Linked DNA regions of Mus musculus: regions 2 and 3 are each linked to region 1. The links are chromatin contacts, called in public Micro-C and promoter capture Hi-C maps. All regions are on one chromosome and are shown on one strand. The core of a region is the stretch at or near the end of the contact, and the rest is flanking DNA. Distances in the headings are between cores, read along the strand shown. Region 1 holds the start of Trp53i13 (transformation related protein 53 inducible protein 13). Region 2 holds the start of Nek8 (NIMA (never in mitosis gene a)-related expressed kinase 8). Region 3 holds the start of Proca1 (protein interacting with cyclin A1).

What was found. Hi-C and Micro-C count contacts between places; a contact is called where the count stands out from the background. Capture Hi-C pulls out chosen DNA fragments and counts their contacts.
Region 2: a Micro-C map of embryonic stem cells shows a contact between it and region 1, with 4 times the contacts expected there. The contact joins the promoter of Nek8 here to the promoter of Trp53i13 in region 1. A contact is called at or near these places in 2 of 39 promoter capture datasets (embryonic stem cells and neural stem cells), 8 of 484 Hi-C or Micro-C datasets (embryonic stem cells, myocytes and nephron progenitors), 5 of 115 datasets of contacts at active chromatin or transcription factors (embryonic stem cells, large pre-B cells, memory CD8 T cells and 1 more) and 2 of 9 other capture datasets (liver and pancreatic islet).
Region 3: a contact with region 1 is called in a promoter capture Hi-C map of liver, with 2.3 times the contacts expected there. The contact joins the promoter of Proca1 here to the promoter of Trp53i13 in region 1. A contact is called at or near these places in 1 of 39 promoter capture datasets (neural stem cells), 2 of 484 Hi-C or Micro-C datasets (myocytes and nephron progenitors), 3 of 115 datasets of contacts at active chromatin or transcription factors (embryonic stem cells, large pre-B cells and memory CD8 T cells) and 2 of 9 other capture datasets (liver and pancreatic islet).

Annotation. Positions count from the first base shown.
Region 1 is chr11:77,511,513-77,515,848 of GRCm38.p6, forward strand. Trp53i13 (transformation related protein 53 inducible protein 13) reads right to left here and starts at 1,761. Exons shown (of 7, transcript NM_001024920.1): 1 at 1,648-1,761; 2 at 1,385-1,453; 3 at 1,141-1,182. The coding sequence starts at 1,719. It overlaps Abhd15 (abhydrolase domain containing 15), which reads left to right and starts at 3,605. Exons shown (of 2, transcript NM_026185.4): 1 at 3,605-4,336. The coding sequence starts at 3,687.
Region 2 is chr11:78,174,476-78,178,949 of GRCm38.p6, forward strand. Nek8 (NIMA (never in mitosis gene a)-related expressed kinase 8) reads right to left here and starts at 2,191. Exons shown (of 15, transcript NM_080849.3): 1 at 2,085-2,191. The coding sequence starts at 2,131. It overlaps Tlcd1 (TLC domain containing 1), which reads left to right and starts at 4,183. Exons shown (of 4, transcript NM_026708.2): 1 at 4,183-4,474. The coding sequence starts at 4,388. It overlaps Mir7653 (microRNA 7653), which reads left to right and starts at 4,352; the gene lies at 4,352-4,412.
Region 3 is chr11:78,193,230-78,197,915 of GRCm38.p6, forward strand. It overlaps Proca1 (protein interacting with cyclin A1), which reads left to right and starts at 1,473. Exons shown (of 4, transcript NM_001368876.1): 1 at 1,473-1,725. The coding sequence starts at 1,644.

The DNA.
Region 1 (4,336 bases), core at 511-3,010:
CGTCCGGTGGTGTACCTGCTGTAATCCTAGCCCTTCAACGGGCAGGAAGATCAGAGCTTTAAGGCCATTCTTGGAGGGGGCTGGAGAGATGGCTCAGCGGTTAAGAGCTCAATCCCAGCAACCACATGGTGGTAATGAGATCTGACACCCTCTTCTGGAGTGTCTTACATACACTACAGTGTACTTACATATAATGATAAATAAATCTTAAAAAAAAAAAAAGGAACACAGTAAAAATAAAATAAAATAAATAAGACCATTCTTGGCTATAGAAGAAGGTTGAAACCAGTTTGGGCTACATGAGACCCTGTGTCAGAGAGAGGTGGAGGGCTGGAGACACAGCTCAGTGGTTAAGAGCTTTTGCTCCTCTTCCAGAGGCTCAGTTCCCAGTACTCAAATGACAGCTCACAACCTATATCTCCAGATCCATCTCTTCTGAATATACAAACACACAGGCCTCAGGCAGTGGCACAGGGTTTTAATCCCAGTACTCTGGAGGCAAAGGCAAGTGGATGTCTGTGAGTTCAAGGCCAGCCAGGTCTACTGTAGTGTATGTAGAGTGAGTTCCAAGACAGTCAATGCTACATGAAGAAGTGCTATCTTAAAAAAAAAAATCAAAAAACCAAAACTAACCAAAGTTAAAAACAACAACAACAAAAAATACCCCACAGGCAAAATTCATACCCATAAAATAAATATAAACAATTTTTAAAAAGAGCATTCATTAAAAATTGAACTGTTTACAACACATTAAAGCACACATTGCTAACATGATATAGTGTTTTGCAATCCAAGCACTATTCACTCACTTCTCAAAGCTGAAGGGACAGAATGCCATCTCTTGCAGAAGAAAATCAGAGCCAAGAAAGACAAGAGAATCCAAATCACACCAGCATTGGGATATAGGTTGTTTTTGCTACCTTCAGAGTAACTTGGAGTTACTTGCCATGCATCTAGCTACTCAACAGAACCCCTGACCCCACACTACCCATCTGCCCTGGGACTGGCAAGTGGAAGCCTCACCTCTTTCTACACAAAGTGGTAAGGAATGGACTGAGAGCCAAGATAGATAGAGGTAACCTGCGAGGCACAGTCTGCCTCCAGGGAAGGCTCCCAAGATGGGCTACTGGTTGTACTTACCTGTCCTTGGCTCACCTGTGTGTAAGTCACTCTTGGTAACACCTACACATGAGAAAAGAAGAGAGCAGCTGGGGACTTCGTGTTGGGTGTGAAGAAGGGGACAACCAGCCCCAAGCCCTGGGCTGAGATGAAGACGCTGGAGACTGAGGGCAGGAGAAACCACAGATGTCCCAATCGGGCGACCACCGAGGGTGCAGCGAGGCCGTTCAAACCCTTCTCGTCCTCGGCCCTACAGGGTTCCTACCTGTGGAGGCACAGGCCACAGGCCTTCAGGACAAGGGGTTCCTGCCTCCTCCGCCGGCTCAGCCACCACCTGTGGGTCCAAGGCGAAGAGCTGGGCGTTGGCCTCTGCGAGGGCCCCGCCCTTTCGGTTCTAGGAGTAGAGGCGCGGACGGATGGAGGGGCCTCCGAATCCCCTCGCGCGCGCCACTCTTTCCAGGACAAAGTTGAAGCAAAGCGCTTTGAGATTCCCCCGGCCAAGACCTTACCCGGAGCCGGTCGCCTTACCTCGCGAAGGCTCAGGAGCCCCACCAGGGCTACCAGAAGCAACCGGGGCGGAGGTGGAGGAGGATGAACCATTTCAGCTGGGCCAGCAGTCCCGCCAACCAACTAGCTGCAGCGCCACTCGCTCGCGCGCGCCCGCGACCCCGCGCCGCTCGCGCGCCCACGTAGACCGCGGCTCGCGCACTGCCTTGCTCCCTCCTCGCCCGGCCTCGTGCCCCGCCCCCCCTACCGCCAGGCCCGCCCCCGCCCCGCCCCGCCTCGCCTACCGCCAGGCCCGCCCCCGCCCCGCCCCGCCTACCGCCAGGCCCGCCCCTGCCCGCCTCCAGGCCGGCGCACGCGTCCTGAACCCAAAGCCGGAAAAGTTAGTCGCCAAGGATCTCCTGGTCTCCAAGCCCATGGAACCACCTCCCTCGGCCGAGATGCGTCCCGGAGCGTTTGTGCGACCATCAGAGCGCAACTGTATCGCCTGAGTAGAATCTTGGAACCCCGCAAAGGGCAGGAAGTGAGATCCTTAAGGACCGGGTGACCCAGGTGGAGACTTGTGTGCTCTTTTGGCAAACCCGCTCAACACGGAATTATGAAATCCTAGCTGTCCCAGAGAGAAGGTCCCGGCTCTAGCGCTTCACCTTCACGTTGCTCCAGTCCTGCTCTCGCTAATAATAAGAACTGAGCCCCGAGCTGTTTTGGGAGGGTCTTAGGCCCAGAAGCCTTAAGAAGCCAGAGCTTTCTTGATTCCCGCTCTCCTTTGCCCAAGGAAACACTGGTCCGAGGAGCTACAGTGCTCAGCTCGGCCTCCCTTGCAAGGGAGCGCTGCAAAGGAAATCCAGCTAAGGATTGACGCCCAATCAAAAGTTTGAAACAGGCCTGCGAGATGGCTCAGTGGGAAACGGTGCTGGCCGCCAGCCTGACGACCAGAGTTTAATCTGTGGACCTAAGTGATTGAAGGAGGGACCTGATTCCCACAGATTGTCCTCTGACCTAGACACACACACATACACACACCCCTAAACAAATCTTTTTAGGTTTGAAATACATCAAAAAATAGTTATTTCAGGCCTCTCCCATGTGCCCGGACTTATTTCACCCACCCCTGCAGAAATGACCAGATGTTGATCTGACCTAAAGAACCACACTTCTCTCTACCAAAGCCCCACCGCGGGGCTAAGCATCCCTTAATCCTCTCCCTCAACATATTCGGCCAGACTCGAGCCTCTTTCCTTTCCTACAGTCCTTCTTGATAAGTAGTGGAGACGCCTAACTCTTGGAAAGCGTCCTTGGGGGTGGGCTGGGAAGGCCACAAGTGTCTACCGGCTAGTGCCCGGATGCCCTCCAGAGAAACGACAGCCACCTCCCTCAAACTCGTGGTCAGGGTCAGATGCTTCAGTCTGCCTCTGGCCAGGTGCAGAGTCCCAGCCCTACTGAGTTATCGCCCAGTTGCTGGTCCTGGCTGGGCGGCAGGGCCAGGCGAAGGAGAGAGAGATAACACGTCTCTAGCTGCAAAGGCAGCAGCGAGTGGGGAAAGTGAAGCCAGCGAGGGATCAGCGCTTTGCTCCCTTCTTGCTTTTTTGCTACTCCTCAATAGCGGATCCTGAGGGTGCAGTGACCCAGGGTCTCCCCTGGAGCCAGACTTCATTGAGGGCAAGGGTAGAAGCAGGCACCTCCCGTTCACCCAGGCCTCCAGCCTCACCCCCTCCCCAATCCTTTCCTAGCACTCCTTGTTCCGCTCTCTCTGGTTGGCCCTCAGGTCCTCGCTCCCGCTTTGTGGCCCGGCTCTCTTTCACCCTCTGCTCCAGCTTGTCGCAATCGCTGTACAAAGGGCTGGGGGCGGGAGTGGGGGGGCGGGCGAGGGGAGCTCGACCCGAACTGGCTGTCTCCTCCTGACCACGACCAATCCGGAGCGCGCGCGCCCTCCTGCTTGGGAGGACTCTTGACAGCCACGGGCGGCCGGGCGGAGCCGCGCGGACAGAACGAGGAGCCCGACGAGAGGACAGCTCCGCTCCCCGCAGCCCAGTGCCTCCCTCCGGGGACTGTCCTGCCAGGCCATGCCTCCGTGGGCGGCCGCTCTAGCGCTGCTACTGGCGGCGCTCGCCTTGCTCCTCCTGCGACCCTGGAAGCGCGCTGTCGGAGCGCGAACCTCAGTCCGGGACCACGAGGAGCAGGAGGTGGCGAGCGGAGGCCCCGCGGATCAGTTCAGCGACCGGCGCGAAGCGCTCCCCGGAGGCTGCAGCCTCATTTGCAAGCCGTCGGCGCTGGCCCAGTGCCTGCTGCGCGCTCTGCGACGCTCGGCGGCGCTGGAACCCAGCCCCCGCTCCTGGCTGTCGGGACCCCACCTGCAAACCTTCTGCCACTTCATCCTGCCAGTCGGGCCCGGGCCTGAGCTAGCCCGTGAGTACCTGCAGCTGGCAGATGATGGGCTGGTGGCTCTGGATTGGGTCATAGGACCTTGTGCCAGGGGCCGCCGGGTCACCAACCCTGGGAGCCTCCCTCCAGTGCTGTTGGTAATCCCCAATGCATGGGGACGCCTCACTCGCAATGTACTGGGGCTCTGCCTGCTCGCCCTGGAGCGCGGCTACTACCCGGTCATCTTCCATCGCCGCGGCCACCACGGTTGCCCGCTAGTCAGCCCCAGACTACAGCCTTTCGGGGACCCGTCCGACCTCAAGGAGGCGGTGACTTACATTCGCTTCCGACA
Region 2 (4,474 bases), core at 941-3,440, 660 kb after region 1:
AAAATAAAGCTTTAACAATCTCCCCGAGCCTTCTAAAATGGTCCTTCTCTGCCTTCACCAAATCTAACCCCTACATAGCAGCCACAATGGCACCCAGCTTTGTTTCCTTGTCTGAGCTGGCACTCCAATCCAGGGCCCTCTATTGCTGCACCCCAACCTGAGAATGTCCTTCAAACACAGGGGTCAGGTTAGTTCACTCCCTTGCTTTGTTTGTTTTCAGGGTCACTCTCACAGAGGCCAGGCTGACCTTGAACTTGCTCTGAAGCATACACATTTAGCTAAAGACCTTAAACTCCCTATCCACCAGCTTCTACCTCCACCATTCCTGCTGAGATTCCAGGCATGGACCACCATATCGCATTCAGCTTTCAAATTCTTCCCTGGTTTGTGGCGTAGCTCTGTGATACCGTGAATTCAATAGCTAGCACAAACAAGAACAAAACCCTCTCGCCTTTATACTTTAAATCAACTCAACCTCTTTCTCTGGTTTACAAGATCATAATCTGGTCCCCACCCTCCATGACAACCACATTCCTTACCTTGCTCACCACATTCCAACTACAGGAGTCTTTTTCTCAGTTTCTTGACTGCTATAACATTTTTCCCATGTGAGGGTCTTTGCAAATGCTACTTCATCTACCAGAAGGACTCTACCTGGCCCTCATTTCTTCAGATCTTTTGGTTTGGCTTTGATGTTGCTGATGTTGTTTTGTCAAAACAAGAGTTTCTCAGTGTAGTCCTGGCTGTCCTGGAACTTGCTCTGTAGACCAGGCGGGCCTCAAACTCAGACTTTTGCCTGCCTCTGCCTCACAAGTGCTGGAATTAAAGGTGTGTGCCACCAAGCCAGGCTCAGTTCTTCAAGTCTTGACCTTCCACCTCATCTGGACTCCTTAAGTTCCTGCTGTTGATAACTGCTCAAACTTCATTAACTGTTTTAACAATGTCTTGCTTGTTGGATCACCTTCCTGTGGGCTATATTACCTTCCTTGGTGAACTTCTTAAGTTCCCTTTTGGTTTAGAAATTAAACCCAAGTACGCTAGGCAGGAGCTCTACCACTGATATTCACCCTCAGTCCCTCTTTTCTTTTTCTAAAATTTGAGAAGGGTAGCACTAAGTTGCCTAGACTGGTTTTAAGCTAGTTATGTAGTTCAGGCCTGTCCAGAGTATACCATAAAAACTGCTTTTCTGCCGGGCGTGGTGGCGCACGCCTTTAATCCCAGCACTCGGGAGGCAGAGGCAGGCGGATTTCTGAGTTCGAGGCCACCCTGGTCTACAGAGTGAGTTCCAGGACAGCCAGGGCTATACAGAGAAACCCTGTCTCGAAAAACCAAAAAAAAAAAAAAAAAAAAAAAAAAAAAAAACTGCTTTTCTTTTCTTTTTTAAAGATTTGTTATATCTAAGTACATTGTAGCTATTTTTAGACACACCAGAAGAGGGCGTCAGATCTCATTATACAGATGGTTGTGAGCCACCATGTGGTTGCTGAGATTTGAACTCAGGACCTTTTGGAGAGCAGTCTGTGCTCTTAACCATCTCTTCAGCTCTTGCTTGTCTTTTCTTTTGGAGACAATCTCTATGTAGTCCAGGTTGGCCTCGAATTCACAGCAATGCTCCTACATCTGCTCCCAAGTACTGAAATGACAAGCGTGTACCACCCCACCTGGTGCACGGTCTCTTACTGTTGATAACTGCTCAAACTTCATTAACTGTTTTAACAATATCTTGTTTGTTTGGATCAACTACCTATGGGCTATGTTCGTAAAGGGGAAGTACCTCGCCTGTTTTGGTCATAACTGTAAACTCCGGGCAGTCTGACCTGTGCAGTTTACGCTTATTATCAGTTGAAGCAAAGAATAACCAATCTACAGGGAAAAACTATCTTCCAAGGGCACAGGCTGGTCTGGAGGGCGTGGTTTGGCTGTGGGCGGGGCCTCCCGCCTAAACCTAAGGACCGGATGCCTGGGCGGGGCATCCCATAGTGGTGCTCTGGCTTCGGGGCGGAGCCAACAGGGCCACGATTTCTTGGTCAGAATTAGGGCCCTAATTTCTCCCTTAGCATTTCCTCCCCAGCGCCCTGGCTCACCCGAAGGCACCTCTTCCCACCACTCGGATCCGCTCGTACTTCTCCATCTCATTTCTCAGTTACGCTTCTGGAATCCCGGTGCGGCGCGTGCGCGGACCCTCCCATCTGGGAGCTCCTCCTCCTTGCTGTAAAACTTTTGCAGGGCGGAGCCGGCGAAACGGGGGCGTCTGTCGAGTCCGGCGTCTTTCTCTGACTTTGAACTCAACCTAGAGGCTAAGTCGTGTTTCCCCAACGAGGGATCAGAGAATAGTCGTTCTGGGTTTCTTGACGAGTCCCTCAGTGCTCAGAACCGTACCAGCCACATCGCACACGCGTGACTTGGGCATAGGTAGTTAGACTGGAGCGATAAGGCGCCCACTTATGTTGCCCGGCAAAAAAACAAGATTGTTCTTTCAGAGGTCTAATGCGAGTGGAATGCGAAGATCGATACAGTCCCCACTGTCCGGGACGAGTTGGCACTACCTCAGAAAGATAAAGGGATTCTCATGATTGGCACGTAAAGTATAAACCACCAAAACCGAGCCGGTCTGTGTGGGGAGAGGAGCGGCGTTATTTGGTGTTTGCCGAGGGAGGGACCGGGAAAACCCCAGTTGGACAAACTGATTCACCTGAAGAGTACATGACGTGGTCTCTTGGTTGTAACAACTACTGAGCACAGTGCTCTCGGTTTCTCAGAATCCGCACAAAACGCTGCCGTAGGGGGACTCGGAGCTTTACTCAAAACTTATAGCGTCGCGGTAGGGGGAAACCCAGAGAAGGTTCTATGCTTCTGTCCAGAAATAGTGGGCTGGTTGGTATCGCTGCTAGGGTTTCGACCAGGATGAATGAAATCCTGACTTCTTCATGACGCCTGCAGCTCTAAGGGAGTTATAAAATGTCAGTATTCAGGAGGTGGTCCTTAGCTAACAACGTTCCTATTTCTCAGTGGGCGAGAGAAGGGTTGTTTATTTTTTGTCCCTGCCCCGCCCCAAACTAGCCTACGTGGAGGGAACCTGTGGTCACTGGCTCAGGCCGGAGTTGGCTGGGGAAGCAAAGAGGGAGTGCTGGGGTAAAACGCTCACACAAAACATTACATCGTGCTATCACTTAGTAACCGAATGGGCCTTGAGTGACCCTGGGGACCTCTGGGAGTTAATGTGTAACCCTGGAACCATCAGGGAAGGCAGCAAATACCCAAAAGGCATAGGTGCCTGGGAGTCTGAGCTTGGGCTTTTGCCCCTCAACATCTTGAAACACCGTTCTCCTAGTCCCCACTTTTTGCCCTCGTTGTCCACTTCCACCTCCCAAAGGCACACTCCCTTCATTCAGCACCGCCTCTGGGTTGCTCCTTTTCTCCTGGTCTGCCGATCCCGCTCCGCAGAGCAACTGCCTTACTCTCTGGAGTGGAGGCGGGCTTGGATCCCGCATCACAGTGAGGACAGACTGACACCTAGTGGCCAGAAGCCGCATCTACTCCAGGCCGCTGCCCTGGAGAGAGGGTCACCCCAGCTGTCTGGGCAAATCGGCAGCCTTCCCCGCCCCAGCCTCCAAGGAGCCAGAAGAGGGTTGGGACTGTCTGAGGGAGGACTGTGACAACCGCTGTGTTCCAGGAGCCCAAGAACGATGGGGAGAAGTGTGGTGATGGTGGGTGACTCAACAGTTCCTAAGCACCACTCGTGCGGGGCGCGGGAGAAGCAGGTAAACACGTCGATCCCGGTCCAAGAGAGGAATCGAGTCTGGGCGGAGCCGTGGTCTGAGGCGGCGCTCCTGAGCCCCCGGGTTTAGCGTTCAGCAGCCCGGTCTGTGCGACGGTCCCGCCCAGCTCTGCCCTGAAAGAGTTGAGAGAGGAGCGTTCTCGCAGAACCTGCCCAGGGTGTAGGAGCTGGTGGCGGCAGAGAAAGTCGGGAAGTGGGCTAGTGGGGCCGTACGCACGAGGGCGGCCGAGGACGCCTTCGGATGTCGGGAGGCGCCAGACAGGGTGCCTCGGCAACGATGGCGAGGACAGCCCCTTCGCGCTCGAAGTCGGCCGATTCCGGGCGGGGCCCTGGGGGACACCGGCCTCGCGCCCTCCTCGCGGCAGAGGCGCCCGAGGGGCGGGGGCAGGCGGCGGGGCGGGGCGGGGGCGAGGGCGGCAGGGGCGGGCAGAGGCCTCACTGGGAACGCGGGGAGGAGCGAAGGGGCCTTGAGGGCTCCGCGAAACTGTGGGGCTGGCGGCCCGCGGCAGAAACGATCGTGGCGCGCTGGCCAGAGAAGGAACGGTGTTCCCAGAACTGTCGGAGGAGACGGCTTAAGGGGCGGACAGACAGACGGCAGGAAGGGTCAGCATGCCCCTACTGTTCCACCCCGCCTGGCCGCTGCTCCTGGGCGCCACGCTGACCTTCCGGGCACTCCGGCGCGTGCTCTGTCGCCTG
Region 3 (4,686 bases), core at 223-2,722, 680 kb after region 1:
CTTCACTGCACTTTCTGTACTACAGGAGCCAGGCCACTGGTACAGACACTTCTGGCTCAGTCCCAAGTCCTGTAACCAACACATATGACATCATTAACAACAGGGTCTTACCATTCAGTTTTGGAATGTTGCTGACAGCAGTGGTAAATAGCCCTATTGTTCTAGAGGCTTCCCTGACCAGCAACTCTAAGGAAGTAATCCACCCTTACTACTAGGGGGTTATATTTATTTATTTTTGAAACAGGGTTTCATGGTCAGCCCCAGGTGACCTGAAACTCAGAGATCTGCCTGCCTCTGCCTCCCAACAAAGGCACACAGGCCCATGCCACCACATCCGGCTTTCTCCCCTACCCCCCCCCCTCTTTTTTTTTTTTGAGTCCTGATCTTGGCTCTCCTGGAGCTCACGATGAAAATCAAGCTGGCCTCGAACTCAGAGATCTACCTGCAAGTGTGTGGATTAAAGGCAAACATCACCATGGCCAGCCTATCCTCTGCTTTTTGAGGTACACCTATTCTGGCTTTGGAAGCTGATTGGAGGTAAACTGAGAGATGTGACGTGAGGGATATCTGTGAAGCAGCTCTCATTCATTCACATCGTCTTGTACAGAGTTGGTTAACCCAGTGTGCATGTGAGAAGTCACCTCAATACTCAGTTCTCCCAGGGGCCTGCCCGAATGTGTAGTCCCATGAGGTGCATGTATAGGACAGTTGCACATATACTTTTTTGTTTTGTTTTGTTTTTGTTTTTCGAGACTGGGTTTCTCTGTGTAGCCCTGGCTGTCCTGGAACTCTCTCTGTAGACCAGGCTGGCCTCGAACTCAGAAATCAGCCTGCCTCTGCCTCCCGAGTTGCTGGGATTAAAGGCGTGCGCCACCACCACCCCGCACACATGTACTTCTTATGTTAGATCTGTGTAGACTTTTGGCGTCATCGTGTGTGATATACGAGTGAAGTGTGGACGCTGTGTTTGAGCAACGTGAAGGTTTCCTACTGGGATGGAGTTACCACGAATGTAAGTCACCTTACTTTCTCAACAGGAAAATAGGGCACTGTGGGGCCTAGGGATTGGGAGGAAATCTGAAGGGTAGATCTGAGGGGGATGGGTCTGGCGATCCGGGGTTAGGGGGCTTTAGGGTGTACTATACACAGTGGAGGAGGGACTTGTCACCAAGGAGACGCAAAGCCAGGATACCTGCAAGGACATACGTTCATGAAGATTGGTCCCTGGCTAACCTCCAGAAGGCGTGGCGGTCCTGGTGCTAGAGCTTGAATTTGGAAGGGGCGGGGCCAGCAACTGTTGTGGGCGGGGCTCTGGGCTAGAGTTTTCTAGAAGCAGGGACCAGCAAGGTGCTAAGTATGGGACTGAGTGCTGGGTCTGTAAGGTAAAGGTAAAAGCCCGTACTGGCGTTAAGGGTGTGACGAAGGGACTGGAAGGAGCTGGAGATCCCGGATGAAGAACCCGACTGACGCTTAGACCCGGGCTGGAAGACCTGAGGGGGGGAGGCGGGCGGGGGGTTGGGCAAGCATGAGGCGGAGCTAGGGGCTGGACTGGAGCTTACAGCTGGGCCGAGGGCTCGACCAAGCTGAGGTTCAACGTTGAACTCTGCGAGGTAGGGTCCTGTGGAAGAACTGGGCTGACAGCGATGTGGGTCAGGACGACAATAACGGTTAAAAGATGGACTGAGGAAAGGTCTGGCCGCAAAATTGAGAGAACCGAGAGAACTGGTAAGGGGCGGGGCAGAAGGATGGGGGCGTGGCTGGGCGTGGCTCTGGAAGTTTGCTTGACTTGGCTTCCTCCCGACCCAGGCTCAGCTCTTGAGCATTAGGCTGCAACCTCTGGCCTGGGCTACCGCCCCAAAGGCGCTAGGGTTCGGTAGAACCCTTGGCCCAATGCTCATCTGGGCTCCAGGGCTGGGCGGCCAGTTCCATTGACCTTGAGGGTGGGAAAGCGTCTGAGTATTCCACAAGTGACATCATAATCACCTCCAAGTGCCTAGCTAGGAGACATTTCCCAGAACAGGGCTCACTGGCCTCTCTTGCACTCTCCTCTCTCTCTCTCTCTCTCTCTCTCTCTCTCTCTCGCTCTCGCTCTCTCGCTCTCTCGCTCGCTCTCTTTCTCTCTCTCTCTCTCTCTCTCGCTCTCTCGCTCTCTCGCTCTCTCGCTCTCTCGCTCGCTCTCTCGCGCTCTCTCGCTCTCGCTCTCTCTTCCTTTTTCTTTCTTTCTTCCCTCCACACACCTTTTGTTTTGTTTTGTTTTGTTTTTTCGTTTTTTTTCGGGACATGGTTTCTCTGTATAGTCTTGGCTGTCCTGGAACTCACTCTGTAGACCAGGCTGGCCTTGAACTCAGAAATCCCCCCTGCCTCTGCCTCCCAAGTGCTGGGACTAAAGGCATGCGCCACCACTGACCGGCTTTTTTTTTTTTTTTTTTGTCCCTCCACACACATTCTTTTGGCTGCTCTAGTGCCTGTCCTCTGGGCCTCAAAGGAAGGGAGGGGTTTTGCAGGATAAGGAGGATCCTCTACAAATAAATGTGCATTTTGAGTTAGGTCCCTGCTACCTGTCCCAACGAAGAGACCACATGCTTTTCTCTTCCTTTCAAGCTATTACCATCTTCATTCTGCCACAGGAGCTCTGGACCGACTGCCTTGATCACCGCTCCCCTCTGTCCTCTTTGGACAAAGAGGCAGACTATCTCTCCAAATCCCACTTCTCGTTGATCCTTCCTGTTTTCCCTCCCAAACAGCTGATGTTGTCAACATCTATTAGGAGTATTAGTGGAAGGCAAACAGGCTTCAGCCTTGCATAAAGCCTGCTAGAGTGACAGGAGGAAAGGAGTCCAGTGCAGTTTGAGCCTGGCCTAGGCACAGGCCTTTACTGGAATAGCTTTAGGATTTGAGCGCCACAGGGGAGGCCCTGCATCAAGATCAAAGAAAGGAAATCAGAAGTGAGGAATCCGCAAGGTGGGGATTAAAAGCAAATGTTTTGGGGGTGACAACTGGATAAGGCAGGAGCTGAATCTAGTTTCAGGGCTTGGCCTTGGAGCTGTGGCATAGGGTACTTAGCTTAGGATATGTGTCTCCTTAGCCAGCAAGGCACACTGGCTTGGGAGCCAAGAAGACCAGCTTTTCTGCCTCTGCTGTCACCTTTCATCCTGAGCAAATTACTTAGTCACTCTGGGTCAGGGTCCCTCAATAAACAATTTAGAATCAAAGTCATACTTTAAAAGCCCACCGTAGGGTCCAGCATTGTGAAAGTGTATATCCTGGGAGATTATCTCCCCCATTACAGCTCACAGGAGTGCTAGGAGCTGGGCTTCCAGCTTACATGTAAGAGTGCTTGCTTAGCGTGTGTGAGGCCCTGGAGCTGACTCCTAGACACTTCCTCCAAAACAGCCCCAGTCAAAATAAATAAAGTAAGCAGAATGGCTCATGTCAGTCATTCCTGTACTTGGGAGGCTAAGGCAGGATTTACCATAAATTCAAGGCCAGCCTTGGGCTATATGAGGAATTCTAGGCCAGCCTATGGCTTTGTGAGATAGTCTCGAAAATAAATATATAAAAAGATAAAACACAGTACCCAGGTTTGAACCTGGCATTTATGTATTTCCAAGGGACATTGAATGTATACACTCAGTCAACCAACAATGACTGAGCAAGTTCCATGGCTCTGAGCATATAAGTAAATGCAGGAATGTCACAGTTCTAGAACTATGGCAGCAGGTCCATAGGCACATACAACACACAATTCCACTTGGACAGTACTGGGGTTAGTCTGCTGCAAGGCCTTGCTGTGTAGCCCAAGCTAGCCCTGTGTCAGCACACCGAGTTCTGGGATTACAGCTGTGTGCCATTATGAGCAACAGCATTTTCCCAGAGTTGAGCAGATAAAACATGGGAGAGAGAGAGAGAGGCAGGGGAGACAGATGGTCATGAGAGGTGGCAAGAACGCTCGGTGAGGGAAGGGCCTAGGTCCTGGCTCCTAAGGGCATGAGAAAAGGTCCACACTTCATTCTGAAGAACAGATGGAAGCAAGGCCTGGTGGCCTATGACGTCACTTCCGGCACATGGCAGGCAGGAGTAAAAGATGTAGAGAGCAGTTAGAATTCTATAAAACTCAACTTGACTGTATGATGAATGATAAGTTATTTCTCTGCTACTGGTCAAATGAGTCAGTTTAAATCATATTAGACTATATTAAAGGCAGGTTTATTGGGAAGCTGCTCTTGGGCAAATTCACAGGCCCTAAGGATTGAGGCCAGGGGAGGCGCCATGGGGAGGACAGGGGGGAAGGAAGAGGCGGGAGAGAAGGAGGAGGAAGAGGAGGAGAAGATCAAAATGTCTGGACTACAAAGGGAAGAGGCTCCGAGGAAAGGGCAGCCCAGCCCCTGGGCTGGAAAATTTTGGGTCAAGGGCAGGGTAAACCAGGTAGGGACTGAGGGATGCTGGGAGAACCTGGAGGCCAGGTCTGCTTTGATAAGTAAAACATGCACCCAGGTCCTAGTCCCTGGGTCTGAAACCAGACAGAGGAGTGAAGAAAGGTAGGACCAGAGAGATCAGGCAGGAAGTTATGACTGCATCCTAGCTAGGTCAGAGAGAATGGAGGGTTAGCTTTAATCCCAGCACTCAGGAGGCAGAGGCAGGTAGTCTGCCCAGACAGGGCTATACAGGAAGCCTCTACCTCAAAAG